3 separate regions of the Sus scrofa genome follow, and all the other regions are linked to region 3. A link is a contact called in public HiChIP or PLAC-seq data. All regions are on one chromosome and are shown on one strand. Each heading gives the region's core, a stretch centred on a gene start, on an enhancer-like site or on the middle of the called end of the contact. The rest is flanking DNA. Distances are from core to core; before and after follow the strand shown.

Region 1 (4,228 bases), core at 681-3,180, 520 kb after region 3:
GCAACGCCGGATCGTTAACCCACTGAGCAAGGTCAGGGACCGAACCCGCAACCTCATGGTTCCTAGTCGGATTCATTAACCACTGCGCCATGACAGGAACTCCTGTAGCATGGGTTTTCTAAACCAGAACTAAAATATAATACTGACAAAACATGAACAGAATTACGTCTATGATTGCTTAGGATCCATTCTTTATTTATTCAAATTAACTAGTATTAGATATCATTAATAGCCTAAGGTGACATTTAAATGATAATACTAAATTATCAATTAGGCAAGCATCGTGTCATTAAACTGCAGGGATCTGATTAGTATAATCCAAGAAAATATAAAATTTGAAGCCACTGATTTCATACTTACTCAATTTGAGCATCACTGGCTACAAGCAGGCTGAGGCACTCCATGCTTCCAACTTTTGCTGCCTTGTGTAGTGGAGCTTCTCCAAAAACATCCTTACAAATAAGACAGCACATTTTAGTCTCTCCCCAAAACGCTTGCTTGTGGAAGTTGCTGGGTAAAGTCTATTGTTTGAGGAAGCCAGTTAGAACTGTATTGTTCTGGACTGAATTTTTTAATTTTTTTTTTAAATAAAGTTCACTTGGTACCCTAATAAATAGAGTTGTCATTAATAAAAACATGTGCAGCCACAGCTACATTCATTAAATTTTAAGTGAATAACAGCGAAATCGAAATCTATAAAAGTAAAAATTACAATTTAAAATTCACCATGCTTTAATATTCAGTGGAAGATGCAAACTACCTTCAGTTCTGTAAGAAATTATATTGTTTATGAGCATGAGTCACAAGTATGTCAGTAGCTACCCTGAGACTTCATTTGGTAATGGAGCAATTGTTCCTTTGGAAATGAATCGTAGACCTTCGAAATGCTGTCCGGTATATTAACCAGCAGCCCAACATATGGCTAATGAGCACCTGAAATGTGGCTAGTCTGAATTGAAATGTGCTATAAATGTAAAATACACACCGGATTGAGAAGACACATCAAAAGAAAATGTAAAATACTTAACAGTAATGTTTTATATTGATTACATATTAGAATGATATTTTGGATTAATTAGGTTAAATTACTAAGACTAATTACAAGTTTCGTTTTACTTCATTAATATGGCGACTAGAAAATTTTAAGTTACCTATGTGTCTCACTTATTTCTATTGGACATCGCTGAGACGGTCAAGTTCATGAAAGTGAAACCACTAAATATCCTGGTGCCTAAGAATTGTTTGAGGGGATTTGGGGTGGAGGGGAGGGTTGCACACAACAATCAGTTACCTAGTTACCTGTTGGTTGAGGTCAGCGCCAGTCTGCAGTTGCCAAAGAAGAAAGCAAGAAAGGCCGCCACCTGCAGCCAGGTGGACAGGCGACTGCTCACAGGGATCCGGAGGTGCGTTGACGGAGGCCCCCGTCTCTAGCAGTTGCTTCAGAATATCTACCTGCGAGAAGAGAACAGCTCCAGCACCATTCTTGCCTTTGTCCAGGCTCACGCCCTCCCAAAATTGAACATCCTCCCCCCTGCAAAAATTTTCCAGCTCTGAAGACACAGGGTCCATTGATCCACCATTACCTTAGCTAGCGCTCCCAAGAAGTCAGACCTCCGGAAGCTTAAACCTGCAGGACAAAAGCGGCCTGAGTCTCACCTCTGGGTTGCTATCAAGCAACTGCATTTCCCGCCTAAAGTAGTGGACTGGAGTCCTTGGGAGAGCAAAACGGTGGGGCACTCGTTGCAAACAGGTAAGAGTGCACAAGCTGCCTAAGAGCAGGAGAATTTAAAGATCGCCAGGGCCAGCGGGCCAGCCCCTCCCCGCCGCGCCCCAACTCTGGTTGAGCCCTAGCTGCCCAACCCTTGGCTTCCGGGCCTTTCTCCGCCCAGCTGCAGCCGCACGTACACAAAACACTGGCACGTGCAACCGGGAAGCCAGAGAGGCTGGCGGGGAGGAAGGAGGCGGAGGCAGCGCGGATCCGCCAGACGATTGGCCAGCGGTGGAGCTGTTAGGTCCGCCCACCCTGAGGCGGGGCCCTGGGCCGCTCCCCCGGAGTCCCGGTGCGCGTGCGCGGTGAGCGACGGCAGTCTGCGCGGCTGGAATGCAGCGCCCGCCATGAGGCGTGCGGAGTCCCCACGTCGGACGCGGTAGTTCCCAGCTCTAGTGCTTTTGGGGAAACGGGAGTCGCGGGCGGAGGTTTTGGTTTCTGCTGGCACGCACGTAACCAGGAAACGAGGGAGCTACGAGGCGCTCCGTGGCAATACCACCTTTGGAAGCTACCACGCGTGGGGCTGACGCCTTGGCCGCAGCCTCCAATTCTTTAGCTGCACGTTCAGAGTTGCCCGAGGCTTCGCTCTGTCCCCTGGGCCCTGGACACTTGGGGAAGAAAGCGGGATCTGGGGGTTTGGGGGTAGGTGGAGGGGCGACTGCCTCTTGGCTGCTCTGGGGGAAAGCTGGGTTGGGGGAAAGGCTCTCCTGGAGCTCTTTATACTGTTTAGCTGGAGTCATTCCTTTTTGTAAAACTTTAGAAAAAGACTTCCTCACTTCAGACTGTAGCCAGTGACTCGCACATCTAATCTCTGAACTCTTTCCTCAGCACTTTTTTTTCCCCAGATTAATCCTGCTAAAAGCTACAGCTGCAGCCATATATTTATTTTCCCTAACATCTTCAGTGATCTCCTTCTATCTACTGACATCTTTGAAAGCAGGAGTGAAAAATAATTTATTGCTATACTTTTAGAGGACAAGCTTGTTCTCTGAGATCGGTGTCCTTTTAGTTCCAATTGTTGGTTATAGTTTATTGTATATTTTGTAAGAGCCATAAAGTAATTTGGTAGTAATTCATAGTACTGAACTATGCACTGGTCCAAGGTGTCGACTGAGAAAAATGCACAACGTGGGAGTTGTGGGTTCAGTTTTTTATTCAAGACTTTACTGAGGACTCTAGCCCCGGAGACAGCCTTCAAATAGCTCTGAGGAACTGTTCCTAAGAGGTGGTTAGGAGACTAGTTTACATGTGATTTTTTTTGTTAGGAAATCCATGCAGTTAACATGTATCTTGGTAAAAGATCACTGCTAGTCACAGAGAACAAATAGCTCAGCTTAATGATTGTAGTGTTTTTCTATGCATGGGAAGGTGCAAAAGCAGAGTTTGTTAAAATTCTTGGTGAAATGTGTCTAACTGCCTGAAGGCTTGTTTGTCCAAAGCACAGAGCATCCCTTTATCACCTTTAATTTCCTCTGTCTGAAGCAGAGTGCCCATCATGGCATCATCTTAATCTCTCTGAGGCATCAATTGCACTGTTGGCCCATGGCTGCAGCAGGTTAATCTTGAAGACTTGGATGGTGAGCAAATTGCTCTTTGCTCTTTTGTTTCCAAGGGGTAGTTTTAAACATTTATACGCATACTTGAACATAAACATGTATATTTGTGTTCAAACATATTATAGAATCATGCTTGTGTTCTGTTTTTTATGTTTAAACTAGTCACAATACCTTGTTTATATTTAAAGAATGTGAGAGATATATGAGAATACCTGTCCATGTTGCCAATTTTCCTTTTCTCGTGTTTTTCAATTCGATAAGCACTATTTTTCAAAGCATATATTAAGCTTCAGGTTTACACAGATGTTCATTATCAGGAATTCCTAACTAATAGAATTATTATGAGAGCGTTCCTAGAGTTCTGGACATAGGTATTGCAGTTAACATATGCAATGGGATATTTGTGTGATGCTACACATCCATATTGCATCCTTTTTCTTGAAAACAAGATTCTGTTCAGCATGCATTGAATCTTGTAACTATTGTTAGCTGCCTATTACGTATGTAATTTTCACGAGGAAAGAGAATTTTGTGAGTAGTTGTTAAAGCTTTTGCCCCTTTAATCACTGCACACCTGTCCATTGCTCATAATGTTTCAAAAACATTCTTTATATGTCAGCTAAGTATCTGGTTTACTCTTAGAAATGGGCCTAAAAGCTTTCTAGAAACTAAACAAAGCTGGTAGAGTACAAAAAATATACAGAATAAATACATTTGGGGGACAATATCTTACTGGCAAGTAACTGGAGTTTTTTACTAAACATGTAGCCGGTAGGATCAATTTTCTAGAGTGGAAGATGGTCTAAGATGCATATTCAACAGGCACTCTTCTAAGAATTGATAATTCTGCTTATGCTTAATTTGCTGATAGATGTGTTTCCAGAAGGAATATACCATTTTAGAG
Region 2 (4,347 bases), core at 878-3,377, 710 kb after region 3:
TGAGTGAGGCCGAACAGCTTTTCACATGCTTACCAACATCTTCTTTGGAGAAACAGCTATTTAACTCCTTTGTATAATAAACTTTTGACCACAGAGTAGACAACCATCCCTGGAAAATGGTACCAGCACTGTTTTATCAAGCAAAACTGAGTAAAATCCTTTTAGCCTACTAAAAGAACAGAAAGATGATTCTCTGTACTTGATAGTCAGGACCAACAAGTTCAAAATGCATTATGAAGACAGAAAGGAAATGGAGTTCCTGTCTTGGCGCATGGGGTTGGAATCCGACTAGGAACCATCAGGTTGCAGGTTCAATCCCTGGCCTCACTCAGTGGGTCAAGGATCCGGCATTGCCGTGAGCTGTGGTGTAGGTAGCAGATGTGGCTCGGATCCCGAGTTGCTGTGGCTCTGGTGTAGGCCAGTCACTACAGCTCCGATTAGACCCCTAGCCTGGGAACATCCATATGCCACAGGAGCGGCCCTAGAAAAGGCAAAAAGACAAGAAAGAAAAGAAAAGAAAAGTCAACTCCTTAGTGAGACTCCTTGGGAAAGTTCCTAACTTTCTTTACACTTTCATGTAAAAAAGATTAAGTACCTATTGGATTCATTTATTGCTGCTATAACAAATTACTGCAAATTAAATGGTTTAAAACAACACAAATTTATACTCTTACCATCCTAGGGGTCCAAAGTGCACAAAAAAGGTACGAACTGGGCTGCATTTCTTCCGGGAGCTTCAGGGAGAATTCCTTTCTTTCTCTTCCTCAGCTTCCAGAGGTGCCTTGCACTCCTTGGATCACTGCCTCTTACATCACTCTGACATCTTGCTGCCTTTTATTTTTTTATTTTTATGTTTAGGGCTGCACCCACACATATGGAAGTTCCTAGGCTAAGGGCTGAATCAGAGATACAGGCTGGCACCCTACATCACAGCCACAGCAGCAGGGATCCAAGCCCATCTGGGACTTACACTGCAGTCCACAGGCAACTCCTGATCCTTAACCCACTGATGGAGGCCAGGGATTGAATGCGCATCCTCATGGATATTAGCCACAGTGAGAACTTCCATTTTTTAACTAAAAAATGTTCGCAGTTTATTGAGGTATAATTAACACATAATATTGTATAAGTTTAAAGTGTACAACAAAATGATTTAGGTACATATTACAAAATGATCACAACTCTAGTTACCATTGGTTAACAACCTCACACACATACACTTTTTTTTTTTTTCTTAGGCAGAAAATTTTTAAGATCTATTCTTTCAGGAAACTTCAAATATACAACACAATATTAACTAAAGTCACCATGCTATACATTACAACCTCTTGCTTATGTGACCCTGTCTCTTATTACTGACTTCAAAGTTCTTGTAAGTACCCTTGGGATTACATTGAGTTCACCTGAAATAACCTAGGTTGACTTTCCCATCTCAAGATCCTTAATCACAGAGCAAAGTCCCTTCTGCCACGTGAAGCAGCATAGTCACAGGTTCTGGGGATTAGAAGGTGGACAACTGTGAGGGGTTATTGTTCTACCACCCCTACTATGTGCCTGTGAGTTCAAAAACGAAAAATTGCAGCATTTAAATATATTGGACAGAAATCATTTTTCTCTTAGACGGTTTTAACTACAAATTTCATTTACCAGTAATTAGAGTACTTCCTAACACATTACCAGCCAATCGCCCGTTGAACTAACTAGTTGTTTGACCTGAACACTGCTGATACAATCACATAGTCGCCTACATATTTATTATTGCTGTTGTTGTTTGGGTACGAAATTACAGGAGAGAGCAGCTTTCCTTACTAAACCAGCAACCTTAACCTCCAGGCCCACCCGCACTGCCACTGACAGCGGAGGGGGCAGCAGGGAACACCTTGACCGTGCACCGGTCGGCTGAGGGTCTGGGGGTTTCTGTCTTCCTGCGTCCCTTCCAATTCGAGAGGAGAGTCGCCGGCCCGGCCTCGAGCTCCCCGCCTCCCAGGGCTGTGGGGGCCCACCGCGCTCTGCGACGCCCGCCACGAGGAGCCGCTCCACGCCAAGCGTCTGGGACAGCCCGGTTCCCGCAGGACTCGCCCTGCCCGCTGCGACTTCTTTCCCTTTCCGCTCCGTCCGCCTCCGGAAGCTCCGGCCGCCTCGGCGCGAGGAGGAGGCTGCGGGAGCGCGTGCGCGTGCGCGAAGCCGGAACGCCGCGGCGGCGCGGGGCGGCTGCCATGGCCGCGGCGTCCAGGTGAGCGCGTGCGAGGGACCCCTTCCTCCCGCCGCGGCGTGCCAGCCCCGGTTCGGGATCCGTTTTCTTTTCCGGAGCCCAGGCTGCGGCTAGCAAGCGGGGTCGGTATGCGGAAGCTGGTGTGGGACGTTGGGAAGGTGGGCCGGCCAGGGCCCCCCACCCCTCCGGCCCGGGCAGCCCCTTGGGCTGCGGGTGTAACCGCAACAGAGGCATCTGGGCTGCGGAGCCGTGGGCCCAGACCCCCAGCCGCCGGGATGGGAGGGCTCGGTTTACCATCGGGGCGCATTCGAGGGTGGTGTGGGGGTCGGCTCGGCCCTGAATTAAGATGTGGTCGCCACCAGGATGCCGGTTCCGATCACCGCCGCGCACCTCCGCGGGCTTAACCCGGAACCCTGAGGCGGGAGGGGATGTCAGTTATCAGCTACCTCGCGGGGTCAGGAGGGGGTTCTGAAAGGAATCTGAGCTCTTGGAAAACAGTTTACTTTGGGCGGAGATTTTCGTGTACCCAGTTGGTTCCCTTCTTTGGATCAAATCATACATCTCACTACAGAAATGTAATGTCACGGTATCAAAATGACAGTTTTAAAAAATGCCAGATTCTTATGTGCGTTTTCCTAATGTAACATGAAACCGTTAATATTTCTCCTGGAGGCTCTGCAGAGCTGAACAAACGGTGAGCATCCAAGTGACTCCCGGTAGCTTTGGCAAATACTTGTCTTCCTTGAGCACCAGCAGGGTTACTGTGGTGAGGTGAACTGTCATTTAATTTTTACCCTTTCCCAGTATGTTGTAAAGAGAAACGTTACTGTCTTATTAAATCTATATTTTTTTTATTCTCTAATGCAAATTAAATCTCATTAATTTTTAAATGAATGTTACCAAAAGGATTGGTTAGTGGATGGGATAGGTGGATAATTTTTCCGTAAATTAACTCGCCTGAATGTGTAAGTCCTTAAAAGTAGCCCATCTGTTGGATGTTATTAACCTAAATTTAAACCGGAAAAGTCTCCCAGGCACTGGACTATGCATCCCCTATCTTGAACTGCGATCACATAGATGCTTACAACTACTGGGGACTACAGGAACCATGTAAATGCACATGAGGAGATAAGTGATGGGGGGAGGGGAGAAAACTATGGGAAACTCAAGGAAACTAGCTCAAGTGAAAGAGGTGCTTACTCAGCCTGCCAGCAAAGAGCAAAACTGGGGCTCAATCTTAAGACTCCTGACTCCAAACCCCTTCATCAGATAAACATTCCTGGAACGTAGTGTTTCTCAGGTCCTACTTTAGGCACCAGGACATAAAGATGAACATGATAACAGTCTGGGAAGAAGACAGACAAGGCAGGAAACAGCTGTGAAAAAAAAGGGATTTCAAAGAAGTATCTGTAATCATTTGGCTTATGGATGGACTGATACAGACCTAGTTCATGCTGGGTTGGGCAAGGCCATATCCTTCAAATGCATACATCCCCCCTGCAGCACCCCAGCAAATGGATATCCAGTCTTTGCTTCAGTGTTATTTAGCTTAATCTTAGATGGCAACCCATTCCTTTTTTTGGGGGGGGGTGTCTTTTTTTGCCATTTCTTGGGCCGTTCCTGCGGCATATGGAGGCTCCCAGGCTAGGGGTTGAATTGGAGCTGTGGCTACCTGGCCTAGGTTAGAGCCACAGCAATGTGGGATCTGAGCCTCGTCTGCGACCTACACCACAGCTCATGGCAACGCTGAATCCTCAATCCACTGAGCAAGGCCAGGGATCAAACCCGCAACCTCATGGTTCCTAGTCGGATTCGTTAACCACTGAGCCACGACGGGAACTCTGAACCCATTCCATTTTTGAGCAATTCTAATGTTAGAACAGCTTTCTTACATCTGTTGATACAAGTTCCACCTCTGGAACTACAAGTAACAACTCTAAAGCCTTTTTTTCATATCAGAGTCTTTCAAATATCTGAACCTACCCTTTCCCTTTATTCCTATGAGCCCTTGGTCTCTAATATTATAACTTAAATTCTAGACTCTTCACTGTAGCACCCAGAAGTAAGTGTTTTATTAAAAAAGTTGCTTGACCACACAGAATATAATGCAAGTTATCTTAAACTATATGTTGCTA
Region 3 (4,434 bases), core at 915-3,414:
GCGAACTACACTACAGCTTGTGGCAACATCGGATCCAAGCCACATCTGCGAACTACACCACAGCTTGTGGCAACACTGGATCCTTAACCCACTGAGTGAGGCCAGGGATTGAACCCACATCCTCATGGATACTAGTCCAGTTCTTAACCCACTGAGCCACCATGGGAACCCTATGCTTGTGTTCTATTTCCTGACTTTAAGCATTTTCTTTCCATTAGAAAGATAAGGAAATTAATCATACTATTTTCTCATTCTCTTCACGTTTTTCCTTAATTTTTAAAATCATTTTTACTTTTTCCATTATAGTTGATTACAGTGTTCTCTCAATTGTACCGCAAAGTGCCCTGTCATATATGTCACACATTACCCTCCATCATGTTCCATCACAAGTAACTGAATATAGTTCCCTGTGCTATACAGCAGGATCTCATTGTTTATCCACTCCAAATGCAATAGTTTGCATCAATTAACCCCAGACTCCCTATGTCCTGTTATTTTTTATTTCACCTAATCTGTTGCTACATTTCTAACTGTAAAGGCTAATCCTAAACCTCTCCTCCAGTACCATAAGGGTACTACCTCTATTTACCAACTAACACATATATTAAAATAATATAACAAACATATTACAGTGTATGCAATACATTCCCCTCACTTGTCTAGGTGATGTTTACCTCTTCTGGAAGGGTTGTAGTTAGAGAGCAGAAATACTGAGAAGGACTATGCCGTTGACAAAACACATAAGGACTGAAAGATATTCATTCCCAGATCTGAAGATATACTTCACCTGATGGACAAGACTCATCAAATGCTAGGCAGGGTGACTGAAAAAGGAAAAATACACAGAATGTTATGAAACTTCAGAACTGTAACCATTCACATGTTAAAAAAAAAAAAAAAAAAAAAAACCTTTTTAAAACCTTCTGAGGAGAACATGTGTTCAATTACTTCCAAAGGAAAGATCTGGAAAGCTGCAGAACTTTTCATCAACAATATGAGCCACTAGAAAACAATCATGCTAAGCTGTCAAAACTTTCAGGGGAAATAATTTCGAACTCCGAATTTCATATCCAGCTGAAAGATTAAAGATGAGGTTAAAAATTATCTTGAGATATGCACAGACTCAGAAAGTTTATCTCTAGGCAACCTGCGTGAAAAGTTATCCTGAAATGTGCTTCAGTGAAACAAACAAAAACACAGGGAGAGAATGAAATGAGAGTGAAGAGTTGATGTTGCATGAAATGTAACAGAAACAAAGCAGGCTTAAAAGAGATGAAAAGCAGATTACTCACACATTTCATTGTTCGAGTGAAAGACAACGTTGCATCATGGTTGGATGTGCTGTCTGGAGTCAGGCTGCTTAGAGTCAATCACATTGACAGTTTGGCTTGTACAGTTTGGTTTGTAAGTTCACAGGATTTCTCCCCTAATGTATGCAGATAAACCTATACGCAGACACACACTAACACGCAATCCTAATGTAAAGTTGGGAGGCAGATTCCTGAAACCAAGACTGCATGAGTCTCACTTATCCAGATTTCCGACCTTTCTACACATCTGCACATCTTTCCATGTCTCCTCTTCCTCCATTTTCCTTTCTGACGCCAAAGAAAGCCATTTTCTCACACCTAGGAACACCTGAAGTGTTTTCTCCTTGTCAAGCCCATGACAAAATGCCAGCTCCCAACTCCTCTCCAGCCAAGAAAGGAGATAAACTCTGTTCAGCCCATGGGGTTTTGTATCTTTAAGACAAAATGTGATTTTTTTTTTTAAAAAGGCTGTGGCAAACTGATTTCCATCACTTCCCAAACATGTTTCCCAGTTATAGAACACCACAAAGGAAAAAAAAAAAAAAAAAACACTGCATAAAATGATTTATCACGTTAATTAGAAGTTCATTAATTACTGTTAATTACTGTCGCTTGTCCTCTGAGTTAGGATAGAGTTCTCCCCACCCATCTCACCTCCCTTTTCTTCTCTCCTTGCTGAATGATTCTGACTAGATCTCAAGCACCAGATCAAAAAAAGAGCCAAGAATGCTAAAACCAACGTGCCTTCTAGCTTTACCAAATATGAGAGAGCCTATCCCAGTGAGATTAAAATATTTACCTTCATTTACTCTGACAACAGCTGGCCATTCCTTTTTTCTTTAGTCCAATTCCAGTCGTTTTCATCTGGGAAGTGTGGCAAGTTTGCTGCAATCTTGAAAGTGAAACTAAAGTTAAAGAAAAAAAAAAAAAAAACACGTTGGTACCGTCTAAGAAGGACAAAGGAAAAAAACCCACAATCTCAGCCGGAGGTGTTTTACATTGTACCATTAAAATGCCTTGTTTATCTTCTTCAGGTACAGTCCCTTTGGGTTTTATTAAAAGGTCACAGGTTTAGTAACAGAGAAAGTTGAAAGGATTAAGACCTCACCCTTTGATGTGGGCCGGGCTTATACTCAGGAGGTTAATGAATATCTGAGAGTGAATTCCTCTTTTTTTTTTTTTAAACAAAGTCTGATGTGTGACTGTCAGCATTTAGTAGAGTGCAGTCAATGGAACAGAAAAAAAAAAATAACCTCAATTCCTTATCAAAGCTAAGAACTTTCACTTATCTCATTCTTAGCAACCTTGTGAAGACAAATAATGCAGAAATTAACCTTTTTTTTTTTTTTTTCTTTCTTTTTAGGGCCATATTGCGGCATGGGTATGTGGAATTTCCCAGGCTAGGGGGTCTAATTGGAGCTTCAGCTGCTGGCTTACACCACAGCTCACTGCCATGCCGAATCCTTAACCCACTGAGGAGGCCAGGGATGGAACCCTTGTCTTCACGGATCCTAGTCAGGTTCGTTACTGCTGAGTCAAGACGGGAATTCCAGAAATCAACCTTTTCTTTTTTTCTTTCTTTATTTTTTTCGTCTTTTGTTGTTGTTGTTGCTATTTCTTGGGCCGCTCCCGCGGCATATGGAGGTTCCCAGACTAGGGGTTGAATCGGAGCTGTAGCCACCGGCCTACGCCAGAGCCACAGCAATGCGGGATCCGAGCCGCATCTGCAACCTACACCACAGCTCACGGCAACGCCGGATCGTTAACCCACTGAGCAAGGGCAGGGACCGAACCCGCAACCTCATGGTTCCTAGTCGGATTCGTTAACCACTGCGCCACGACGGGAACTCCCAGAAATCAACCTTTTGATCAAAGAAGAGACCAAGTTTCAGAGTTCCCGTGGTGGCTCAGTGGTAATGAACCTGACTAGGATTCCTGAGGATTCGGGTTCCATCCCTGGCCTTGCTCAGTGGGTTAAAGATCCAGTGTTGCTGTGAGCAGATATGGTTCAGATCCCGTATTGCAGTGGCTGTGGCATCGGCTGACAGCTCCAATTCGACCCCTAGCCTGGGAATTTCCATAAGCCCCAGTTGTGGCCCTTAAAAAAAAAAAAACCAAAATCCCCATTTTATTTTTATGAAGAGGTACAGACTTCTAGCTACAAAATAAATATATTGCATAGGGAATATAGTCAATAATATTGGAAATTTGCATGGTAACAGATGCTTACTAGACTTATTGCGATCATTTCATAATGCATATAAATATCAAATCACTATGTTGTACACATGACACTAATATAATATGATATGTTAATTCTGATTCCCAAAAAACCTTGCCGTGGGTTTATAATGTGAGAAGTATATTATGGACCTAGAAGACCAGTTACATTGGCTTTAGAAAATTAGTTAGACAGCAAATTTTTTTTTTTTTTTTTTGGCTGTACCTACAGCATATGGAAGTTCCCAGGCCAGAGATCAAACCTGAGCCACTGCAGTGACAAAGATGGATCCTCATTCCTGGAGCCACCATGGAACTCTGGATAGACAGTCGTTTTGAAGTGCTCACTGGTCTTCCTTCACAGCCACCGTTCAGAAAGGACACAGTCCTGCTCTGTCGTGTTTAAAATTCTAGAAGGCATTTCTTTTTCTCTTTTTTTGAAATCTTTCTCTAAAGTAAAGGTACAATCCCTCTTACAAGCGTCACTTCTATATCAGCACACTGAGCTTCAGCTGGTTGACTCTAAGTTGCCCACCAGACAACAAACTCAGCAAGAACCTTAATGAGAGAGGAATAACACTGTCCTTCCTGTTACTCTCACTCACATCTACTAAGCAGGACTGAACTTGAACTTCCCCTCTGAAAAAGAAAGCAATATTCGATGCACAGAGCTTCTAGCTCAACTTGAACTTTTATTTATTTTTTATTTTTTTATTTTTTATTTTTGTAACTGTACATGAAAAATGGTGATCTCTTCCAGCTGTTATAAATCTGTGAGGTGGATTCGAGTGAATGGGGTCTCACTCTCCTTCACTGACTGCCTCATGAAATGTTGAAGGGTTCTTCAAACTCTATGTCTTAAACTTTTTTATGTTATTTATTATTTTTTAAATTAAAATATAGT

Evidence for each region. HiChIP or PLAC-seq counts read pairs in DNA pulled down with a chosen protein or histone mark.
Region 1: a contact with region 3 is called in an H3K27ac HiChIP or PLAC-seq map of alveolar macrophages. The contact joins the promoter of ANKRD37 here to the promoter of TLR3 in region 3. A contact is called at or near these places in 1 of 47 Hi-C or Micro-C datasets (heart right ventricle) and 2 of 2 datasets of contacts at active chromatin or transcription factors (alveolar macrophages and skeletal muscle).
Region 2: an H3K27ac HiChIP or PLAC-seq map of alveolar macrophages shows a contact between it and region 3. The contact joins the promoter of CFAP97 here to the promoter of TLR3 in region 3. A contact is called at or near these places in 2 of 5 promoter capture datasets (fetal skeletal muscle and liver), 2 of 47 Hi-C or Micro-C datasets (embryonic fibroblasts and omental adipose tissue) and 1 of 2 datasets of contacts at active chromatin or transcription factors (alveolar macrophages).

The regions. Positions count from the first base shown.
Region 1 is chr15:46,443,491-46,447,718 of Sscrofa11.1, reverse strand. It overlaps ANKRD37 (ankyrin repeat domain-containing protein 37), which reads right to left and starts at 1,930. Exons shown (of 5, transcript XR_002339222.1): 1 at 1,584-1,930; 2 at 1,300-1,452; 3 at 361-452. LRP2BP (LRP2 binding protein) reads left to right here and starts at 2,063. Exons shown (of 11, transcript NM_001243566.2): 1 at 2,063-2,129; 2 at 2,132-2,147. The coding sequence starts at 2,116.
Region 2 is chr15:46,255,258-46,259,604 of Sscrofa11.1, reverse strand. CFAP97 (cilia- and flagella-associated protein 97) reads left to right here and starts at 2,127. Exons shown (of 7, transcript XM_021075563.1): 1 at 2,127-2,233. The coding sequence starts at 2,217.
Region 3 is chr15:46,963,992-46,968,425 of Sscrofa11.1, reverse strand. It overlaps TLR3 (toll like receptor 3), which reads right to left and starts at 2,164. Exons shown (of 8, transcript NM_001097444.1): 1 at 2,111-2,164; 2 at 675-824.